Regions from separate parts of the Mus musculus genome. Here all the other regions are linked to region 2. The links are chromatin contacts, called in public HiChIP or PLAC-seq, Micro-C and promoter capture Hi-C maps. All regions are on one chromosome and are shown on one strand. The core of a region is the stretch at or near the end of the contact, and the rest is flanking DNA. Distances in the headings are between cores, read along the strand shown.

Region 1 (2,700 bases), core at 6-2,505, 870 kb before region 2:
TACTGTTTGTTTGTTTGTTTGTTTGTTAGAGGCAGTGTTTCCCTAAAAGCCCAGTGGCCTCTTAAATTCTGAGACGATGGGTGTATGCCACCTTGAGAGCTCTAAGCACTTGTTACCTTCCTTGGGTTTATTATCATCTTCCTCTTCTGAGAAAGATGGGGGGATAGCACTTTGCCCTGCTAGGTGGGTCAGCAGCACTCACTTTGGGCAAGCTACTTCTGAGACCCAGGTCAGTGGTAGAGCAGATGCTCAGCATGAACTCTAAGGCCCCTCTGAGGTGCCGCACTACAGTACTAGACAATTACAATCAGGTATTTATGGAATGCTCTTTTCCTGAATATGCCTCTCCTTTGAATTTTTTTAAAGACAGGATTTTACTATGTAGCCCACGCTGGTCTTAAGTTTGCAATCCTCTGGCGGTCACTCCCCCCCTTTTCAAAAATTTCAAAAAAATTTATTTTATAACTATGTGTGCTTTGTCAGGTGAATGTAGGTACCGGGGAGGAGGAGCAAAGAGGCATTACCTGGAGCTGGAATTACAGTAAACTGCCCAAGTTGAACTCCTAATCATGCATGGTTTTGTCTATTTTCCTTCTTTTATTGTTTATATTTATTTGTTTTAATTTTTATTTTTATTGATTGAGACAAGGTCTCAACTTTTTAGCCTTGGCTGGCCTCCCACTCACAGAAAAACACCTGGCTCTGCCTCCTGAGTGCCAGACTTAAAGACATGCACCATCGATTGCTTTATTTATTTATAATACGAGTGGGTGTCTTGCTGCATGTCTGTCTGTCTGTCACTTATTTGCCTGGTGCCCGCAGAGCATCAGACCCTCTGGAAATAGTGTTGTGCGCCATCCAGTGGGTGCTGGGACTAAAACTTGGGTGCGCTGAGCCATCTCTCCAGGCCCTTCACCCATTTTTATGCATAAAACATAATCAATGCGTGGGAATTTTCCTTTCAGGGAGTAGGTGGAACATGCAGGTAAACTCAGCCAAGGAGACACAGTAGAGATACTTCCGGCTTGGACTGGCACTTCTAGAAACCGGCGAGAGCCCTCAGATCCTGGCTCCGAAAAGTCCCCGGAATTTCCTCTTTCTCCAACCCCATTGGCTTTAGTCTTTGGTCACCTGACTTATCCAACCAACGAGAGGCGGCTGCATCGGTACTTCCGCCTCTGTGTGCGAGTCACTATGCCCACCCCAGGAGCACTCTGATTGGCTCTCCTCTTGAAATTCGATCGCTTATTGGCCAGCGCTGGATTCGGCTCTCCAGCGGCAACCTAAAGCTGTGTCAGACAAGCCCGGCAGCCCAGGAGCCATGGCGTCTTATTTTGATGAGCACGACTGCGAGCCGTTGAACCCTGAGCGTGAGGCCCGCAACAATATGTTGCTGGAACTCGCGAGAAGAGTGCGCGGGGCTTGGAGCTGGGCCCCGGGCGGCAGGTTTCTGGGTTGGGGTTTGGCGGAGAGGGCGGGTTAACCTGGGAGGTGGGGTAAATAATGTTAGTCAGGGCGACGCGATTAGTCGAGTCGGAGTCGTTAATTTGGGCTATTAATGAGTAGGGCCCGCCAGGGGATCGTGGGAAAGACGAAGATAGAAAGGGTGGGTGTAGCAAAGGGAGGCACGGGACAAGATTGTCATGGGGGCGGACACGGCCTGTGCCCAAGTGTGTAAACTGGGTAGTGTTTTGCTAGTAATAAGCAAGGAGAGAAACTCACTGCTGTCCTGGAATCAACTTTGGCTTATTCCTGAACGACTTCTTTGAGACTGCTATTTCTAGTAAAATGGGAAAGTTGCCTGGAGTGATAGTGCACACCTTTAATCCAACTACTTGGGAGGTAGAAAGAAAAAGGGAAAAGCGAGCCGGGGTTGATTGAGAGCTGTGCTGGTGGGTTTGTTTCGTGTGTGTGTGTTTTGCTTAGAGACAATCTCACTATGTATCCCTGACTGGCCTCGAACTCACAGCCTCCCAAGTGTTGTGACTAAATGCATGGGCCACCACCTCTGGCTCCCACCCTACTGAGGAGCTCTTGTGCACTATTCGTTATTATTACTATTTTAGCCAGGACAGGTATTTCCCAGTGGATTATGGGGGCCGGAACTAGATGATTTCCTTAGTTCTGATTTATACTTTCTCCCTCAGATCACTCTTTAATAGGATGGACTTTGAGGACCTGGGATTGGTAGATTGGGAACACCACCTTCCCCCACCAGCTGCCAAGGCTGTGGTGGAGAGCCTCCCTAGAACAGTCATCAGTAGCGCCAAGGCTGGTGAGGACACAAGGCCTTTTTTGTTTTTTTTTTCTGTTTAGGGCAGATAAGCCAGACCTGCCTGCCTGCCGACTCCCCCTAGCCACCAACAATCTGGCCTGTTAGTGTTCTAGGCCAAGCCTGTGTCTGAGTGGGAGGTTGGGTTGGGCCTTAACTGCTCTCCTGATCGACACTTCCTCTTCAAGATCTCAAGTGCCCCGTGTGCCTTTTGGAATTTGAGGCGGAGGAGACTGTGATTGAGATGCCCTGCCATCATCTCTTCCATTCCAACTGCATTCTGCCCTGGCTAAGTAAGGTACTCGGTCCATCCCTTCCCGGCCCCAACACCAGTTCCCGCCAGTTCCTAAGCGGCTTTTTTTTTTTTTTTTTTTTTGGTAATGGACTGGGGTGAAATCAAGGGAGAGAGCAGGGCTGGAAGGCAGGAG
Region 2 (2,700 bases), core at 185-2,684:
TAAATCTTTAGGTCCACGTGCCTTTTGTTATTATTTTAATGATGTTTTACCCTCCTGGTAGCTTGTTTTTATTGTGGATGCAGATGCTGCTATTTACAGACTATGTTTTGTAATTTTTCCTTTCTCTATAATCAATTTCAACTGACGTTCCTGAATTCTGGGACAAATGATTCAATTTAATGATTTTTTTTTAAAGCTACACTTTCAAACTGTCATTTCCAAAGAGCCTTTGGAACACACCAATACACCTAACAGTTGTCTTTTCCAAACCGAGATTTACATATTTATTTAGAAAACGTAGACAAAGATGACCTGGGCAGCTCTCTGGAGCAGTCTGTTTAACCATTCTGGGGACCGCCTAATTCTGGGGAGTGGGTAAGAGCCAGGACAGTGGAGGCGACCTCCAGGAGCCCAGCACTTGCCTGACTTCTCCACCAGCTCCCGAACATCTTTCTTCTCCGGCAGCCCGGAGTAGCCCAGCCCTCGACACTCCAGAATGGTCTTCAGCTTCTTGAAGCTCAATGCCACCGGATCCACCAGCTGAGTAGCAAAGATGCCAGTCTCGTACCACACAATGGCCTCAAAAAACCTGGCCAGGACGAACAGGACCAGGAAATACAGGAGCAAGAAAAACAGCTTCAGCCACATCTTCGCCCTCTTGGCGTCGCCAGGAGCCGGGACGCCGTGGACAAGGGAAGGGGATCGAGTGCGGGGCGACAGAGCGCAGCCTGGGCGAGGGCAGCGAGGGCGCGCGGCGGTCACCGGCGGGCCATCCCCGCGGGGAGGCAGGTGGATCGCGGCGTGCGTGCGACTGAGAGCCCCGGCTCTGGCCTTGCGGTCAGGAGCTGAGAAAGGGAGAAGGGGGGACGTTCAAACGCACCCCACCCATCGAGCTGCGGACGGCTGGAAGAGGGCAAGAGCCCACCTGGGGTGACCGGGAGGCAGCTCCGAGGGACTGCGGGCCAGCGGAGGGCGGTTGGGGCCGGACTGAGTGGTCCAGAGGGCGCGGTACTCGGCTGGGCCAGGCCCGGGGCCCGGCGCGCCCAGCGCGGGTTGGAGTGACCGCCGCAGCGCCGCGCCGAACGCCCAGGCTTCAGGCCCCGGCGGCCGCCCAGGCCTGGCGGCAGCTCCAGGTTCCCGCGGGCGGCGCCTATCAGGCCCCGCGGCCCGCGAGGGGGCGTCGCGGCGGCTCCCGCTGAGGAGGAGCGCGAGACGACAGTCGTGAAGGGAGGAAAAAAAGAGGAAAAAGCAAATAACGCTAGGCCCCAACGCGGCTCTCCCGGGCGGCTTCCTGTCAGCTGCGTAGCCGCGCGGTGCCCAGCCCCGTGCGGACGCGCCGCGCCAACCGCGGCCACCGTCCCTGCCGCCTCTGCAGGCCGCGGCCGTCGCCCCCAGAGCACTGGACCCGCTGTAGCCGCGGCCCCAGTCAAGACATAACAACTGACGTCGGCATCGGGGCGGGGTCTCGGCAGGGGCGGGGTTAGAAGCCGCGGGGTGCAAGGGGAGAGAGGGGCTGCGGGAGGCTGGGCTGGGTAAACCTTCCGAGTTACTGTGCTCTCGCGGTCCCAGCCCTCTGATGCGCTGATGTTTAGTCACTGATTTCAGTCCCAGGATTGGACATTGGACCCTGCGACACTGTGCACCTTTGTGCTGAGCGTGAAAAATAAAGGCTGCTAAAAGATGTTCGTTTTTGTTTGTGGTTTTTGTTTTGTTTTGAGACACTGCCTTATTAAATAGTCCTGGCCCGCCTGGAACCGCTCTGAACACCAAGCGGGCCTCAGAATTCAGAGATTGCCTGCCAGGCATGGAAGTGCTGGGATTAAAACCGTGCACCGCCGGGCGTGGTGGCGCACGCCTTTAATCCCAGCACTCGGGAGGCAGAGGCAGGCGGATTTCTGAGTTCGAGGCCAGCTTGGTCTACAGAGTGAGTTCCAGGACAGCCAGGGCTACACAGAGAAACCCTGTCTCGAAAACCCAAAAAAAAAAAAAAAAAAAAAAAAAAAACCGTGCACCACCACACCCACCCAAATCATCAAGATCTGTAAAAATCAGAATCTGTGTTTTAAGTCCAGTCCCTGTCAACCGCGGATGCTTTTGGGTTTTTCTTTTGTTTAGTTTTTTGTTCGGGGTGGGGTGGGGGGGAGGGGTGGCACAGCTGGCTTGAGGTGCTTGAGGTGAAACTCTGAAAACAGATGTTTTTCTACCTTTGCTTTAGAATGCGATTTTCACATGTGTGTTGGAGGAGGTATGGCCAAAAAGAATTTTAGTATGTGATCCAGTTGTGGCTAGTCTCCTAGAGGGTTAAAAAGTAGACAATGAAGGTCTGAGTTGTCAGGACAAAAGTTGTTAGGTGTGGTTAGGTCCAGGTGCAAAGGTCTGTGTGTTTTAGCCAGCCAGAAGAACTCATATAAAATGAGTTTGACAGGCAAGCGTATGGTACCTGGTTCCGTGTTTATTTAACTCTAGCAGGGTCATGTTCTCTCTCTCTCTCTCTCTCTCTCTCTCTCTCTCTCTCTCTCTCTGTCTTTCTCCCTCTCTCTGTCTTTCTCCCCCACTCTGTCTCTCTCTCTCTGTTTCTGTGTGTGTGTGTGTGTGTGTGTGTGTGTGTGTACGCGCGTGTGTGTGCATGTGTGCGTGTGTGTGAGTCTTCTTGATCAGGAAAACAAGTAGGAATTCCAGGTGAAATGTTAGCCAGCAAGG
Region 3 (2,700 bases), core at 101-2,600, 890 kb before region 2:
ACCTCAGTCCTCTGGAGGGGCAGCCAGGACTCTTAACTGCTGAGCCGTCTCTGCGGTCTCACATTTTAGCCTTCGATTAAGCACATAAAACAGCACCACTTAATATATTCCTCCGTGAGCTTTTTGTGGAATTCAGAGCACAGCGTATCCTTTACAAGTCTTCAGGCTTTCTGCACCTTTTGCACAGTTCTTTACAAACAACCTCATTTTAACCTTGAAGTTGGCCTGAGGCTGGGACGGGCCAATGAGATTAAGGAAAGGACTTCTCAGTTCCCAGTTCTGCAAGAAAAGCCGCAGTTTCCTCGGCATCTCTCTTCGTCAAGAACTCCATCTTCCTCACCTGTTAGAGGACCATCCCGCAAGGCCCACACCAGGAATCTAAGAGAAAGTGTGTGTTCTCAGGCTGGGCAACACCTGTTTGTTTTCCTTGCAGCAGCTTGCAACTCTGTCCTAAACTCATGCTGTGAAACTCTTCAAGACAGTCTGTGTAGTTTGTATTTTATTCTTATCCAAAAGAGATGGTCTCTGCTTGAGTACCACTTTGGAAGCTGGCTCCCATCTTCTCCTTTGCCTCTTCTGCCTCTTGTTGGTTCAAAACTTGAGATCCATCCACACACCATTGAGACTTTTAGCTCACAGAAATGTCTGCAACACTTTAGCATTTTAAAAATCTTCCTCCCCCAATGTATGGAGATCAGAGGCCAACTTGCAGGAGTTGGTTCTTTCCACAACGCGAGTCCATTTTTTAAAAAGATTTATTTATTTATTATATGTAAGTACACTGTAGCTGTCTTCAGACACTCCAGAAGAGGGCGTCAGATCTTGTTACAGATGGTTGTGAGCCACCATGTGGTTGCTGGGATTTGAACTCCGGACCTTCGGAAGAGCAGTCGGGTGCTCTTACCCACTGAGCCATCTCACCAGCCCTAGCTTACCATTTTTAAGGGTATAACTCGGTGACATACAATGTATTCAGAATACTGCCTGTTCCGTCTGTAAATAATCAGAACTTTGGAGTGGTTGGTGTGTTTTTAATTTCGGGTGAGACGCACTCACCAAGGTGGCAAATACTTCTGGCTTGTTCATGTCAGCTCCAGCACATAGCTCCCACAGATGCTTTTTGCATGACGGAATGACGCCTCCTGGGCTAACTCCTGATGCAGCCCCAGATCCAAGAGACATCGGTCCCCAATTCACCAGGCTGGGGTGTCATCGGAAATCGGACGCCTGTGGCCCGGTAGGAGGCGCCCCACGGGTCCTGTCACCGCTTTCGGTTTGCCCGGGACGGGCACCTCTGAGAAGGCGCGCCCCCCTCCCTCTTGGGCTGCGGGCCCGCCCCGCCCCACGGCTTCCTCCCGGGCCGCGGGCACTGAGGCCGCTCGGGGCAGAGGAATCGGAGCCGGCGAGCAGGCAGCGGCGGCGGCTGCGGAGGCAATGGTGAGACGGGCAGGGGCAGAGGGCGATTGTGCAGGGGCAAAAAGCAGGATTCTGAACCCCAGGGGCATAGGTCACGCTGGTCGCACGGACTAGTCCCCAACTTTGCAGGCAACCGGGGAGGGAGACTTCGGAGTGCGCCCCGTCGGGGCAGAGTGAGCGGTGCTACAGCTTCCCACGCTCCTGGAGCAGTTATCAGCTCCCGGCAATACCGGGCAAGTTACTTAACCTCCACGAGCCTCCTTTTCCGCGCAGTGAAGTAGGGGCAGCAATACTTACCTTGGTGGGTCCTTGAGAGGTTAAAGAAGATGTTTATGGTCGCTGCTGCCAGGCACTCAGAACCCTTTGCTGAGAAGTGGTAGGTAATGCGATGACCTCTCCAGCTCTTCCCCAGGCTAAGAGGAGCCAGAGCTGGCCCAAGGGTTGGAAACCTGAGCAGATGCCTGGTAGAGGCCCCGTGCTGACGTGCTGACAGATAAACACTTCCCTGGGGGAAAAGAGAAAATAAGTTGTTTACTATAAAAGTTCCATGAAGTTATCCCTGTGACCCAGCCTGCTGACTCTTTCCTAACCTCTACCTAGTAACATAATCATGAGTTGAGTCACCTACATTCACTCCTGCTGCAGACTTGCCATTTCCAAGACAAAAGTGTCAGGGACCACTGATGCCTGGATCCCACCTTCCAGGGCTCCTGGGAAGGTGGCCAGACTGGAAGCAAGTTTAGTACTCTAAGATGGGATGGATGTGGCCTGGCTAGGGGTGGCAATGCCTGGATGGCCTCATCTCTAGGGAACTGGAGGCAGGAAAGGGAAGTGTGGCAGGAAGGTAGCCCTAAGCTTTGAGGCCACACCAGGAAACCGAGGGAGGCTCTGAGAATGGGCTGGAGCTGAGAGCCCACTTCCGAGAGTACAGGGCAGAGATGGTCTTTCAACTGGCTCTCAGCTCTTGAGGAGAAGTTCTGAAAAGAAGGCTGCGCCAGGTTAGGTTATCTGGCTGTTCAGGAGAACCTTGGGGGTTCAGAGTCTGGGGGATGCATTAATTTTATCCCTTCAGCCTGTCTCCAGCTCCATCATCTATCTCTTCTTCCCTTGTCCCCCTTTCTGTCTCCAGCTCTTTCCTCCTGCATCCCATCCCTCTGACTACCATATATACCCCCACCCCCAACTGATTTCCCTTTCCTTTCCCTTTTCTTCACTGGGACTCATTCAGTCAAAATGATTTAAGAAAAAAATTCTTTTTTGCCATTGGAATAGCACAAAACAGTG
Region 4 (2,700 bases), core at 168-2,667, 540 kb after region 2:
GAAAGTCTACGAAGCTGACCTTGAACTCTCTGATCCTCCAGTCTCTACCTCCTAAATGATAAGGTATGCCTAATCACATTAACTTTTTAAATGTACTTTGCACTTTACAGCATCAGCACTAGAAAACTGCTCCAGAGTGAATTCTACAGAGTAGTGTAATTCAATGGTAGAGCTAATCCTTTGCATATCTGAGACCCTGGGTTCCATCCCCCAATACAACCGCTCTGGCTTCATTCAAGAAGCCTCAAGCAAGAATCTGTTTCTTGGTAAGCTTCACTCCTCTTCCACCTCCCTCTGCCAGGTAAGGGAGTACTCAGAACCCAGCCCTATGCAGTCTTCTTCACTCAAGGTACAGGATTGAGACTAGCAGGAAGCCAATTCGGGGTGCTCGTATCTTAACTTACCCAAACCTCAGTTAGCCCACAAAGGGAGATCGATCCTTAGGAATTCAAAGGAGGAAATGAGGCCCAATGTCCTCTTTCATCATTTGTAACACCCTGCTTCTGAGAGTCCCTGTCCCTGTCCGATCTATCTTCCTGTGACTTACGCTGTTCCTTGAATCGACCTCCTGTTTGAGAGTATGGACTTTTTGGTTTAGCCCTCTAGCTTCTGCTCTGAGTGTGAGGGACCATGTCTTCTGTGGAGATCTGATGTTTCCTGCATCCCTACCAGACCAGGTTTGGGTGACTAACCCCTCATGTTCTCCGCTCTAGTAATGAGAAGGCCCCACGGTCGCGCACAGACCGGATCTTGGGCTCCGGCTCTCAGGACCTATAAGTGCGCGGCTTCGCGGCCGGAAAGCACCTGCCCAACCATCCTCACCTGGGTCGTCCTCGTCGCGGGGCACCTTCTTAAAGCAGTCGTTGAGTGATAGGTTGTGGCGGATGGAGTTCTGCCAGCCGGCCTTGCTGCGCTGGTAGAAAGGGAAGTTATCGGCGACGAACTGGTAAATGTGGCTGAGGGTGAGTTTGCGCTCAGGCGCGCTCTGGATGGCCATAGCGATGAGCGCCGAGTACGAGTAGGGTGGTCGCACCATCTTCATCAGGTCCTCGCGGCTGGCCATCGACAGCCAGCCCAGCTCGCCAGGGGCTGCCGAGCCGGCGGGCGAGGCGGGTGCGGACGCCGAGGGCTGCGCGAAGCCCCGCTGGGCGCCCGCGAAGGTGCCCGGAGCGGCTGGAGGCTGCAGGAAGGGTCCGGGCGCAGCTCCGGGAGGCGGCGGCGGGGCCCCTAGGTAGCTGGCAGCGGAGGCTGGGCCGCCCACGCCGGGCCCATTGAGCCACAGGTAGGGGTTGGCGGCTGCAGCGGGCGGTGCGGCGTAGTCGGACAGCCCATAGGGTGCCCTGGAGGTCGGGGGCGCACCAGGCGCGGCGGCGGGCTGCGAGTATACGAAGTTGTCGCCGCAATACAGGGCCATGTCGGCGACCGAGGGCTGGTGCAGAGCGGCAGCGGCTTTGGGAGAGCGGGGCTGGCCACGGCACTTCGGAGAGAGCATCCCTTGGCGGACCAACCCTACGGCCCGCCCTGGCCTCCGCTGCGACTACCGACTTGGAGCGCTGAGGAGCTCGCCGAGGGCGGGGGTACCGCGTCTCTTATACCTGGGAGGCTGGGCGACCAAGGCTCCACAGTCCACGCCCTCGCCACGCCCCATGTGCCCGGGAGCAGAATGCAGCCTCCTTTGCCCCGCCTGCCTGGTCCCCGCTGCTTTCTGCTAGCTCCGGAGTCAAGGTGAAAAGCGTCCATCGGTCCTTCCTTTATCCGGCCCTCCTGTCCTACGGTCTGGTCATCCATCCTTCTCGCCTCCCCTCCATCCTCCCATCTTAGCCCGCGTACGATCAACCTACTCTAAAAAGCAGAGTACTGAAACAACAGACAGACTTCACCAACTGGACCGGCTGGTCCCTAAAAAGCTGGTGAATCCGTTTGAGTGGATTGACTACTTATTTGCTCTAGCCTCCACTTCCCTTTCTAACAAGTCCCAAAGTTTTAAAACTTTTTTTTTTCATTCGAAGTATTCATATTTAGCACAGCACTCACGTTCGGTCTCCATCGATCAGCTCCATGCCATCAAAAATAATAGATGTGAATGCATGAATGACAACCCGACAGGCACCCTTTCTTCCCGACTCTGGGCCAAGTGTGAAATGGTTCTCAAGTTTTTGTTTTGTTTTGTTTTTTTACTGTCTCTTTTTGTGGTGATTCATCTTTCTAGTTAAACCGTATGTTTGTTTACAATCAGGAAGCACTGTTCATTTCATTTCACCCGGTTTGTTCCGAATTTTGGTGTGCAGTTATTTTTCAAAAGGTAAATTTGCAAAGACGGCTAGGTAAGTGGCTTTGGAATTAACATTTAAAAGCAGAAAGCTTAAAGTAGTTCAAGACGCGCTTATAGCCTGGGTCTTTTTATTCTCAGCTTCTCCGAGTTTTGAAGGGGTTCTCTGAGCATCAGGAGAGCAATTAGCTAAATACTGTGTCGACCCAACGACCCAAAACGACAGCGAGAAAATTATCTCTTTTACCATCCAAAATATTTCTAAAGGTGTTCTTGATAAAAACAGATCTGAAAGTTCTCCTTTAAGCGGCGAAGTTATTGGTGGCTTTTTTTTTCTATTTTCGGATTACAGCCTGACAGTTTAGAATATTACTAAAGAATCCCCGCACCCACATTTATTTATGTACATGATTGTCTTAGTTTTGTACTTT
Region 5 (2,700 bases), core at 187-2,686, 950 kb before region 2:
CTGTGTGTGTCCCTTATCTTCTTTGTTCCTAGCATAGCACAGTCTAAGAGCTTCCTTTGTTTCCCACAGTGCCTTTCTCAAACTCCCACCTTTGCACTGGCACACACCCTAGAGGGAAATGCCCCTTGCTTTTCATAGTGTACCTAATTTTCTGAGGCAAGGCAGCTGGCAGCCGGAGGTTGTCATTCAGCCTCACAGTCAAGTGCATCTTATGCTAGGAGCAGGCTGTTCCCTAGCATCATAAAACCCGATGTTCTTGACAAACACTGGTTCTCAAAAGCCACCAGGCTCCTGGCCTGCCCTAAGACTGGACCCAACAGTTGTGTGACACTGGCCTCATAGAGGGTCTCTGCATGCAATTAGCTCCAGACTCCACTCTTTGTCTGTATGGAGTTTTATTTCCCTTTTTTTCCCCGTCTGTTAATTCATTTCATGAGCAAAACTGAGACAACTGCAAAAGTTTAAAAGAGAAAGTGTCATAAAATCGAGGCCATTTGACCTTGACAAGCTCATCTGAAGCACATTTGAAGGCTTGAATAGCGCCCTCCCCTACACACACGAAAGAAGCATTCATATTCTCTCGAACAGATTGGAACGTCCATTTCTTCCTAGGAAGCATGGAAAACCAAGCCATGCAAAGTCAGATTTAGGATAGAAAAGAATCTAGTACCGTCTCAGACTACGGGGGTCCACGAGGCTCGGCGAGGGGGGAGGGGAGGCCGCCGGCAAGTGGCAATTGTTCGGAAAAACAATACAGCATTCCTGCTAGTTGGCTTTACAGCCATTTTCCCCAGAGCAGTTACTCGAGGCATGACTAACGGTAGGGCTAGAACCCCTCACAATCTCTCGTTCCCCGGAGGGAACCGTGTAGGATGGATAAGGGCAGTGCCTATTAGCCTCCGCTGGCCAGTCAACATGGCCACCTTCACATGGCAGAGGGCCACCCGGCGCTGGTGCACGAGGTGGCGAATGGAGGGTGGTGGTGGCAGGAAAGACCCTCGGCGAGAGCCACAGCACAAAACGGCCGCCACCGCCACGGCCGCCGCTGGGAGGCGCGCGCGCCGGCAGACCTCCGTGGGCAACGGTCGGAGGGATGTACCATACCCTCGTACAGGGGAGGCCGTCCTTCAAATCCAAATCCTCTCTTCTCCAGCAATCAACGTGGGGATGGGCGTAAACCCCAAGTCTACTCACTTACATCTCCATTTAACCCACGCCATCAAGATGACTAACTACTGGCAGGAGGCCCGGTTAGCTCTGCTCGCCCCCCCCATCGGTAGAATGGTTCAGCCGGAGCTCGGCTCGGCGGACCTCCCTGCCAACCCCCATCCGCCCGCCCGCGGCGCATTGGCGCGCGACGCCGAGGGGCGGAGCCCGAGCCGGGCGCGCGCGACCCCCTGCTCTATAAATACTGGGCCGCTTCGCCCGCCGCTCCGTTCGCTCCGAGTCTCCAGCCTGCCGAGAGCTGAAGCGATCCTCCCTCTGTGTCTTCCGCAGCCCTCCGCCTCGCCGCCTCTCAGTCTCCTCAGAGTCGCCCTCTCTCACCGCCGCCGCCATGAACGGGCAGCTCAACGGCTTCCACGAGGCGTTCATTGAGGAGGGGACGTTCCTCTTCACTTCCGAGTCTGTAGGGGAAGGTCACCCAGGTGAGCCGACGGGGACTCGGAGGAGGGAAGGGCGGAGGGCAGTGGCGCTGGGGGTGGTCGAGGCCGTCTCCGGCGGCGGTGGGCATGGCAGCGGCCGCGCGCTTCCCTCGTGGCGCCGCGAGTTTGCAATGTGCGGCCCCGCTCCCCTCCCCCTTTCTCCGCTCCTCATCCGGCGGCGCGCCCCGGCATGCGGAAGGTTCCAGAAATCGAGAAGGGCGGGGGCTCGAGGCAGTTTTGAGATCGGCGCGGGGAGGGCACTGCTTCCTCCTCTTTAGTCCCGTCGCCTGGAAAAACCTCAAGTGGGCGACCCCGCCCCGCGTGCTCGCGTCCGGCCGCCGGGAGCGCGCGCCCCGCATTGCAGCGGCTACCACGTGTTCGCCGCATGTGGAATTGGGGCGAAGCGGAGCTGGCGGCCTCTACCCACCCGACCCCTAGTTTGGAAGTGGGGGCTGGTGTCTCCGAAGGTCCCATCTCTAATATCCCTGACTTCCGGCCCCTGGAAAACGCTTAAGAGCATGGGTAGACATGCCCTTTAGCCTTCAAGGTGACAGACTGCCACTGACTAAATATAGCGCGAATTAGAGAAGGCATCCCTTATTTAGAGTGTGCTTGAAAAGGATGAAGTGCATGAATTAAGTGTATACTCCCATCGCGTTAGGTTTCGTTTTAAAGTCTTCCCTTTGGTCTTTTTCCTACAACTAAAGGAGGATTTATTTCATGTTTCCTTAAGGCTTTGTCCACTGAACCGCCATGATGAGATCGGTTATAATGAATCTATTATATGGACTTTGGGTTTCAGATGGAACATAACCATTTAGTAAATACTAATATTCAGTTTGAGCTGTTTCCGTTCGCAGGGGGTCCACAGCAATATTATTACATGGCTTGTGAGGAGCATCTTGATGAGTGATGGTTGAAAGACAAGTGTTGCTGTGGCTCCTCCCACACTCCCCTCAAGGAAAGGAGTATCTCCATATCTATTGAATCACTCCTTAGTACAGCCATTAGATTCCATCTTAAGGTTCTGTGGCTGCAATACACATTTTGGGGTAGT
Region 6 (2,700 bases), core at 180-2,679, 600 kb before region 2:
GTGAGAAACCATTCTGAGCTGTCAGGATATGGAATTACACAAAAGAAACCAAAACCTACTTTTCTGGTCCTTTCTTTCAGCAGACAAATCCCTCTTCTCAGGCCCAGCATTTGCGTAGGGCTGCAGGTAGAAGAGGATTTACAGTCATAAACCAAGGGAAGGCTTGGCTAGACACCAGAGGGCAGAGATGAGTGTGAGTCTCCTTCCTTTGTAAGTCTAAAACCCAGCACAGCTCTTGGCTGAAGGAACCTGAAACCCATCGGTCCCAGAAAAAGCACAACACATAAAAATGCCTCTTCCTCCTTTTAAGTACATCTACTTACATTTACACCTAATTTTGCAAAGGCAAAATTCATATATGTGAATTAAGACTGAATTACTGGGGGGAAAGGTATAAAAATTTCATTTCCAAGTCAGCTAGTGATTCTACAGAGTTCTCGCCAATTGACATATTTATTCTAAATGGTTAAAACCACAAACTCATTGTGGAAGAGACCCAAGCCAACAGCAAGTTAAGTCTTCCAGTACAGACCTGGAGAGCAAGCTCCCCACAGGAGGATATCAGTGTCTGCCAAGGTCATCCAGCTGATGTGCAGTAGGGACAAGAGCTTTCATTTACTGGGGTCCTACCAATTGTTCTCTAACACCCTCTCCGCAAAACAAACAAATAAAACAGCGCACAAAGAACGCGTCCCCTCGTCAGGACACAGCTTAAAATTTCCAAGAAACCAAAACGGTCTCCCAATGTGTCTCCTCCGCAGGACTGGCCGCAGAGAGGGGGCAGGGAAGGTCACCAGTGAATTTCTGCCAGCAGAAAGCTACCCACTTTCACACTGCACGTCTACCCACATGGATGCACCAGGAGGGTTCAGGCGCCACTAGTTACCCTGTACAAGGTTCCCCAAAGCAGTCAAGGGAGACACTGAGTCTATTCGACTCTGCCGGCTCAGAAGGTTCCAGCAATGAATTAAAATCCCAGAACCAAGCGACGTGAAGAGGGCCACTCTGGCTGGACCTGCCACGCGGGGCAGGTCATCCTTACCCGCAGCGCCGCGTCCACACCTGCGCAGGCTGCGCCGGGGGCGCCCATGTAGGCAGCCAGGGGCCGCGACCCTCCGCCCGTGTCCCCTAGCAGGCGCGTCCGGCGTCGCAGGGCTGGGGAGGAGCCGCTGGGCCTGGGGTATCGCAAAGGCGGATCGCCGCTATCTGGGCTCCCCGGTGTCCGCTCTGCCGACTGGGGGCTGCGCCACGTACCTCGGCAGGCAGGTGCCGCTGCTTGGCTTCGCAGCTTCTGGGGCCTCCGCGCCGCGCCGCCCACCGCCTCTGTGTGCATGCTAGGGAGGGAGCGCTGGCAAGCCGCCAGCCCGGGGCCCCGCGCCCCAGCCAGCCCCCGGCGCCGCGCTCGCGCCAATTCAGCCCCGGACAGTCCGCTCCCCCGCGCGGATGCTGAGGGGGGTGGGGGTAGGCGGGGGCGGGGTCGCGCGTCACGAGGATAAGGGAGACCAATCAGAGTGCGCCGAGGCCCCGCCTGCGAGCGGACTGTCCCCCCGCCCCCTCCGACTGCTAGTGCGAGGGGGAGCGGGACAACTCCAGCCGAGAAGTAGGTGGGGCGCCAGGCAGCCTAGGATGAGGGTGCCCCGCGCTCGGGGATCTCTTCAACTCTCCCCAGGCTTGCGCGTGATTAGATAGTGGAAGGCGTTCCGGAGAACCTAAGGTGGCTCTGGACCGGTTAAAGGCTTTGACTGAGCATCCAATTAGGAGTCGGAGCTGGGGAACTAAGGGGCTTGACGTAGTCACGTGCTTTATTCGCCAGCTGCCCACTGGTCTTCAGGTAATTACTGGTCCTGGGTTCCTGAGACCCAAGAGACAAATACCAGGACAAGCTAAATCAGCGGTTCTCAACCTGGGGGTCGCCTAATACCAATGGAAGACACGTTTATTTACATTTACGATTCACAACAGTAGTGGAATTACAGTTATGAAGTATCAACGAAAATACTTTTTATGGTCAGGGGTTACCACCACAACTTGAGGAAGTGTATTAAAGGGTCGCAGCATTAGGAAGGTTGAGAACGATTAGGCTACACGGTTGTTACTGTGCTAGTTACCAAAGCCAACCAACTTGTTTTAACAGGAGAAGGAACTGAGGTCTGTGTGGGACTGAGGGTGAGTAGCTTTGAAGTCATTTGGAGGCCGAAGCAGGAACAGAACCTGGGCTTGGAGCGCTCAAATCTTATTTGTCTGAAAGCTAGAGAGGCCCTGGCCTCTCACACCTTATTTTGGAAAGGAAATGCCATACGATTTTTAAAAACACATTTAATAAATCCCAAAATTGGTGCATTAAAAAGGCCTAAAACCGGACTGGATCTCCCTTTTAGGATATTTTTCCCCATGATCTTCTAGAAAAGCCGACAAGAAAGGGATCCAAAGCGCAGAGTAAATGATATAATGTAGCCAAGTTCTTCTGAGGATGCAGACCCTTTGTTACTGCATGTGTGTGTGGGAAATCCCCTAGTGCCATAGTCTTTGTTATATTGGAATAGCTTGCCTTCGACCTCAAGAACATTTAACCACAAAGGGGCATTCTGATAGTCAGGAGGCACGCTTTCCAAGATAACAGCTCCAGTTTTCTTGGTGACTGCATAGCAAACTCCTTTTTGGGTCTGCTCAAGGTCCCGTGCTAGATCTGTGTATCAGCTG
Region 7 (2,700 bases), core at 23-2,522, 630 kb before region 2:
TATAATGCTGAGGACAGGGCCACAGAGGTGACCCAGGCCCCACTGGGAATCCCAGAGGACGGTGAGTGAATCCCAGGTACTGAGCACTGAGTTGTCGGTACTGTTGGAGCTCGGCTTTGTCTTGTTCAGATTATGGTTTTGCTCTGGGTTTTTCCCCCTCTTCAAATAAAAAAAGGTACTTTGTTATTATTATTATTATTATTTACTGTTATAGGAGCACACAATTGAGAGATTTTAAAGCTTCTTTAAGAGAAAATTTTGGAGTTTTACAGATATTTTAAAATTAGAAAAGTGGATATTTTTAAAAGAACAGCTTTTAAAATATTTAAATGTATAAGGCTATGGGATACTTTAAATTTATAGAATGTTTTATATTATTAATATCTGGCCTTAAAAAATAGATAAGAGGCTAAAAAATTAGGGCCACAGCTATGAGCACCAAACGCTAAACACCAAAACCTTAAGTATTCCTCTCTTTTGGAGCAACAAGACAACGACCTGAAGAATCTGACTAAGAACTGGATGGATGTCTCTCCTTACCTAAGGCCGGCTCAGGCTGGAAGAGGCTGGCTTGGGAATGTATGTCTCCCTTCCTCGTCTTGGCTAACTTCGTTAGGCTTTAGCTATTGTGATAATCTGAGTAATATAAGAAACTAATATTCTATAGTGGTACACTGTAAAAGGCTCAGCAAAGTTCCCAGTATCTATGTGGACTGTGTTTATGAGTTACAGTTTTATTTTGATACCAAAGAGCTTCAGTTCCTTCAGAAATGATTGTTTTTTTTTAATTCAAACTTCACAAAAATAAAGCTGTAAAATCCTAGTCTTATAAAAGCTGCTAAGCCATAGTTAAGACATGCAAGTTAACAGTCACAGAGTAAATGATCAAATTCCATAATGTGTTCAGAACCTCACTTGTAGTCATGCTGAGTGCTAATATCATTAATTATAGAAATAAGCTTTATTTACTTTTTTTTTTGTTTTTTGGTTTTTTGGTTTTTTGAGACAGGTTTCTCTGTATAGCCCTGGCTGTCCTGGAACTCAGAAATCTGCCTGCCTCTGTCTCCCGAGTGCCGGGATTAAAGGCGGCACCCCCTGGCTATTTACTTTTCAAGGTTAAGCCTAAAGCAAGTAACTAAAAGCAAGCAAAGTTTATTACTTTGTATATACTTAATAGATATTGGTCCTTAAGACTTTCTAAAGGTCTGCTGAATTTGGAATTTAGAATGTTTAATGTAAAAGAGCTTACCATGACAGAGACCCCAGCTCCTAGTAGTAGAAGCCAGATGAAGGCTTCTAAACATGACACCTTCATCTGGATTCTGGTAACCTTAACCACTGGGCATAACTGCCTCATGCCTCGTCTGCCATCAAACCCGGCCACTGTTGAGTTGATTGCTGTACTCTTGCCTGGTCAAAGTAAGGTCAGTTGGGAACAGAACTCAAGTCCATTGAAAGAACCACAGGGTAAGGTCAGTCCCCACAAAGTTCCTCACCTGTCCTCCACATAAAATTCTCTCAGATCTTCTGGGCCTGGTGACTGAAGACCAATGCTGGCCTGAGACCTCCACCTCCCCCCAAGCCATCGTAGCCACAGAGCCTAGGGTGATCATCTCGATAATGAGTAAGTCTCTGTCATTTTAATCAGAACATAAGCCATTTGGATACTTTCTGCTACAATGTATCCTTCTCGGATCTCTGCTGGCATTGATGGCTAGGCTAACTGTAGCTCTGTCAGTTTAACGGCAGCAGGCAACGGGCTCCTCCCTGCAAGGCTGCAGCTGCCTAGATAGTTCACATCATATGTAAAAACTAGGCCTTGCTGTTTCTAAAGCTACTAAGTCTCCAGTTGAGAAAGGTAGATGGGGTTTCCTTGCCAACAGGCTTCATATTAAAGGACAAACAGGTTTCTGATGTAGCTATTTACTGTTCTTTTACTCAAAGCACTTGCTTTGCAATGGCTGCTCTCAGCAAAAACCATTTGTGCCTCTAGTAAATGACTAGATGGATAAACGGTTTAAAGTCTATGTAAGTTCTGAGGGTCTAAGATAGTGTTCTAAGGTGCAGAGAGGTCTGAGAACGTGAAGGCTTAAGTTCAGAGGATCTAAGAAAGTGACTTATGGCGTTCGTTGTAAAGGTTTAAGAGAATGATTTAAGGTATATGAAAAATGGGAGTTTCATATTTCTTTACCTCTCTGTTCTTGTTATACTAAGATTTCAAAAGTTCAGAGTTTTAACACTGATCAGTGGAATTCTGACAGATGGTAGAGCACTGATTGTTATTATAGTCACAAGGAAAAGAGTTTAAATTTTATTTGGTTGTCTTCTAAGTATAGACTTAACGGTGCTTCTCACTGGCTAAAATTGTCTCTGTCAAATCTATATGTCCATCCCACTGGACAGAGGAGAAATAAATGTTCATCTTTTTTAACCTGAAGCCATAGCTTTTGCTGATTCAAAGGTGGGATTCTACTCCAGCTGTCTTACAGACACCTGCTTGCTGCTTTTCCCACAATGTAGATCACTACAGATTACACACAGTGACAATGCTTATATATCTAAAACTTTTCTCTCTTTAAGTAGACTAAAAAATCCTGTAAGCTCAGGGAGTCTGAGTCCTAAGACTTGAATCCACCTCCCACAGGTCAAAAGGACTCCAGATAAGAACCACCTAAGTCCCCACACCTATCCCTGAGGACG

The links. Promoter capture Hi-C pulls out the DNA fragments that hold promoters and counts their contacts. A called contact is a pair of places that touch in the nucleus more often than the background predicts. HiChIP or PLAC-seq counts read pairs in DNA pulled down with a chosen protein or histone mark.
Region 1: a FOXA1 HiChIP or PLAC-seq map of pancreatic cancer cells shows a contact between it and region 2. The contact joins the promoter of Rnf181 here to the promoter of Rnf103 in region 2. A contact is called at or near these places in 3 of 39 promoter capture datasets (the C10 cell line, liver and pre-B cells) and 2 of 115 datasets of contacts at active chromatin or transcription factors (astrocytes and pancreatic cancer cells).
Region 3: an HNF4G HiChIP or PLAC-seq map of pancreatic cancer cells shows a contact between it and region 2. The contact joins the promoter of Vamp5 here to the promoter of Rnf103 in region 2. A contact is called at or near these places in 1 of 39 promoter capture datasets (pre-B cells) and 1 of 115 datasets of contacts at active chromatin or transcription factors (pancreatic cancer cells).
Region 4: a promoter capture Hi-C map of hippocampal neurons shows a contact between it and region 2, with 2.8 times the contacts expected there. The contact joins the promoter of Foxi3 here to the promoter of Rnf103 in region 2. A contact is called at or near these places in 6 of 39 promoter capture datasets (cranial neural crest, embryonic stem cells, hippocampal neurons and 2 more) and 1 of 484 Hi-C or Micro-C datasets (embryonic stem cells).
Region 5: a FOXA1 HiChIP or PLAC-seq map of pancreatic cancer cells shows a contact between it and region 2. The contact joins the promoter of Mat2a here to the promoter of Rnf103 in region 2. A contact is called at or near these places in 1 of 39 promoter capture datasets (neutrophils) and 1 of 115 datasets of contacts at active chromatin or transcription factors (pancreatic cancer cells).
Region 6: a contact with region 2 is called in a Micro-C map of embryonic stem cells, with 4 times the contacts expected there. The contact joins the promoter of St3gal5 here to the promoter of Rnf103 in region 2. A contact is called at or near these places in 1 of 39 promoter capture datasets (pre-B cells) and 1 of 484 Hi-C or Micro-C datasets (embryonic stem cells).
Region 7: a contact with region 2 is called in a promoter capture Hi-C map of stem cell-derived epiblast-like cells, with 3 times the contacts expected there. The contact joins the promoter of 4933431G14Rik here to the promoter of Rnf103 in region 2. A contact is called at or near these places in 7 of 39 promoter capture datasets (the C10 cell line, embryonic stem cells, fetal liver and 4 more) and 1 of 115 datasets of contacts at active chromatin or transcription factors (microglia).

What each region holds. Positions count from the first base shown.
Region 1 is chr6:72,360,987-72,363,686 of GRCm38.p6, reverse strand. It overlaps Rnf181 (ring finger protein 181), which reads left to right and starts at 1,255. Exons shown (of 5, transcript NM_025607.4): 1 at 1,255-1,446; 2 at 2,148-2,275; 3 at 2,461-2,570. The coding sequence starts at 1,322.
Region 2 is chr6:71,492,611-71,495,310 of GRCm38.p6, reverse strand. It overlaps Rnf103 (ring finger protein 103), which reads right to left and starts at 1,434. Exons shown (of 4, transcript NM_009543.3): 1 at 423-1,434. The coding sequence starts at 648.
Region 3 is chr6:72,379,118-72,381,817 of GRCm38.p6, reverse strand. Vamp5 (vesicle-associated membrane protein 5) reads left to right here and starts at 1,350. Exons shown (of 3, transcript NM_016872.4): 1 at 1,350-1,437. The coding sequence starts at 1,435. Gm52494 (a long non-coding RNA gene) reads right to left here and starts at 2,536. Exons shown (of 3, transcript XR_003956310.1): 1 at 2,045-2,536; 2 at 1,714-1,921.
Region 4 is chr6:70,955,323-70,958,022 of GRCm38.p6, reverse strand. Foxi3 (forkhead box I3) reads right to left here and starts at 1,417. Exons shown (of 2, transcript NM_001101464.1): 1 at 823-1,417. The coding sequence starts at 1,414.
Region 5 is chr6:72,438,292-72,440,991 of GRCm38.p6, reverse strand. Mat2a (methionine adenosyltransferase II, alpha) reads left to right here and starts at 1,436. Exons shown (of 9, transcript NM_145569.5): 1 at 1,436-1,646. The coding sequence starts at 1,556. It overlaps Particl (promoter of Mat2a antisense radiation induced circulating long non-coding RNA), which reads right to left and starts at 2,309. Exons shown (of 1, transcript NR_046011.1): 1 at 377-2,309.
Region 6 is chr6:72,096,337-72,099,036 of GRCm38.p6, reverse strand. St3gal5 (ST3 beta-galactoside alpha-2,3-sialyltransferase 5) reads right to left here and starts at 1,429. Exons shown (of 7, transcript NM_001035228.2): 1 at 1,255-1,429. The coding sequence starts at 1,333.
Region 7 is chr6:72,121,769-72,124,468 of GRCm38.p6, reverse strand. It overlaps 4933431G14Rik (RIKEN cDNA 4933431G14 gene), which reads left to right and starts at 1,272. Exons shown (of 3, transcript NR_045165.1): 1 at 1,272-1,424; 2 at 1,523-1,624. All of the region lies in intron 1 of St3gal5 (ST3 beta-galactoside alpha-2,3-sialyltransferase 5), which reads right to left.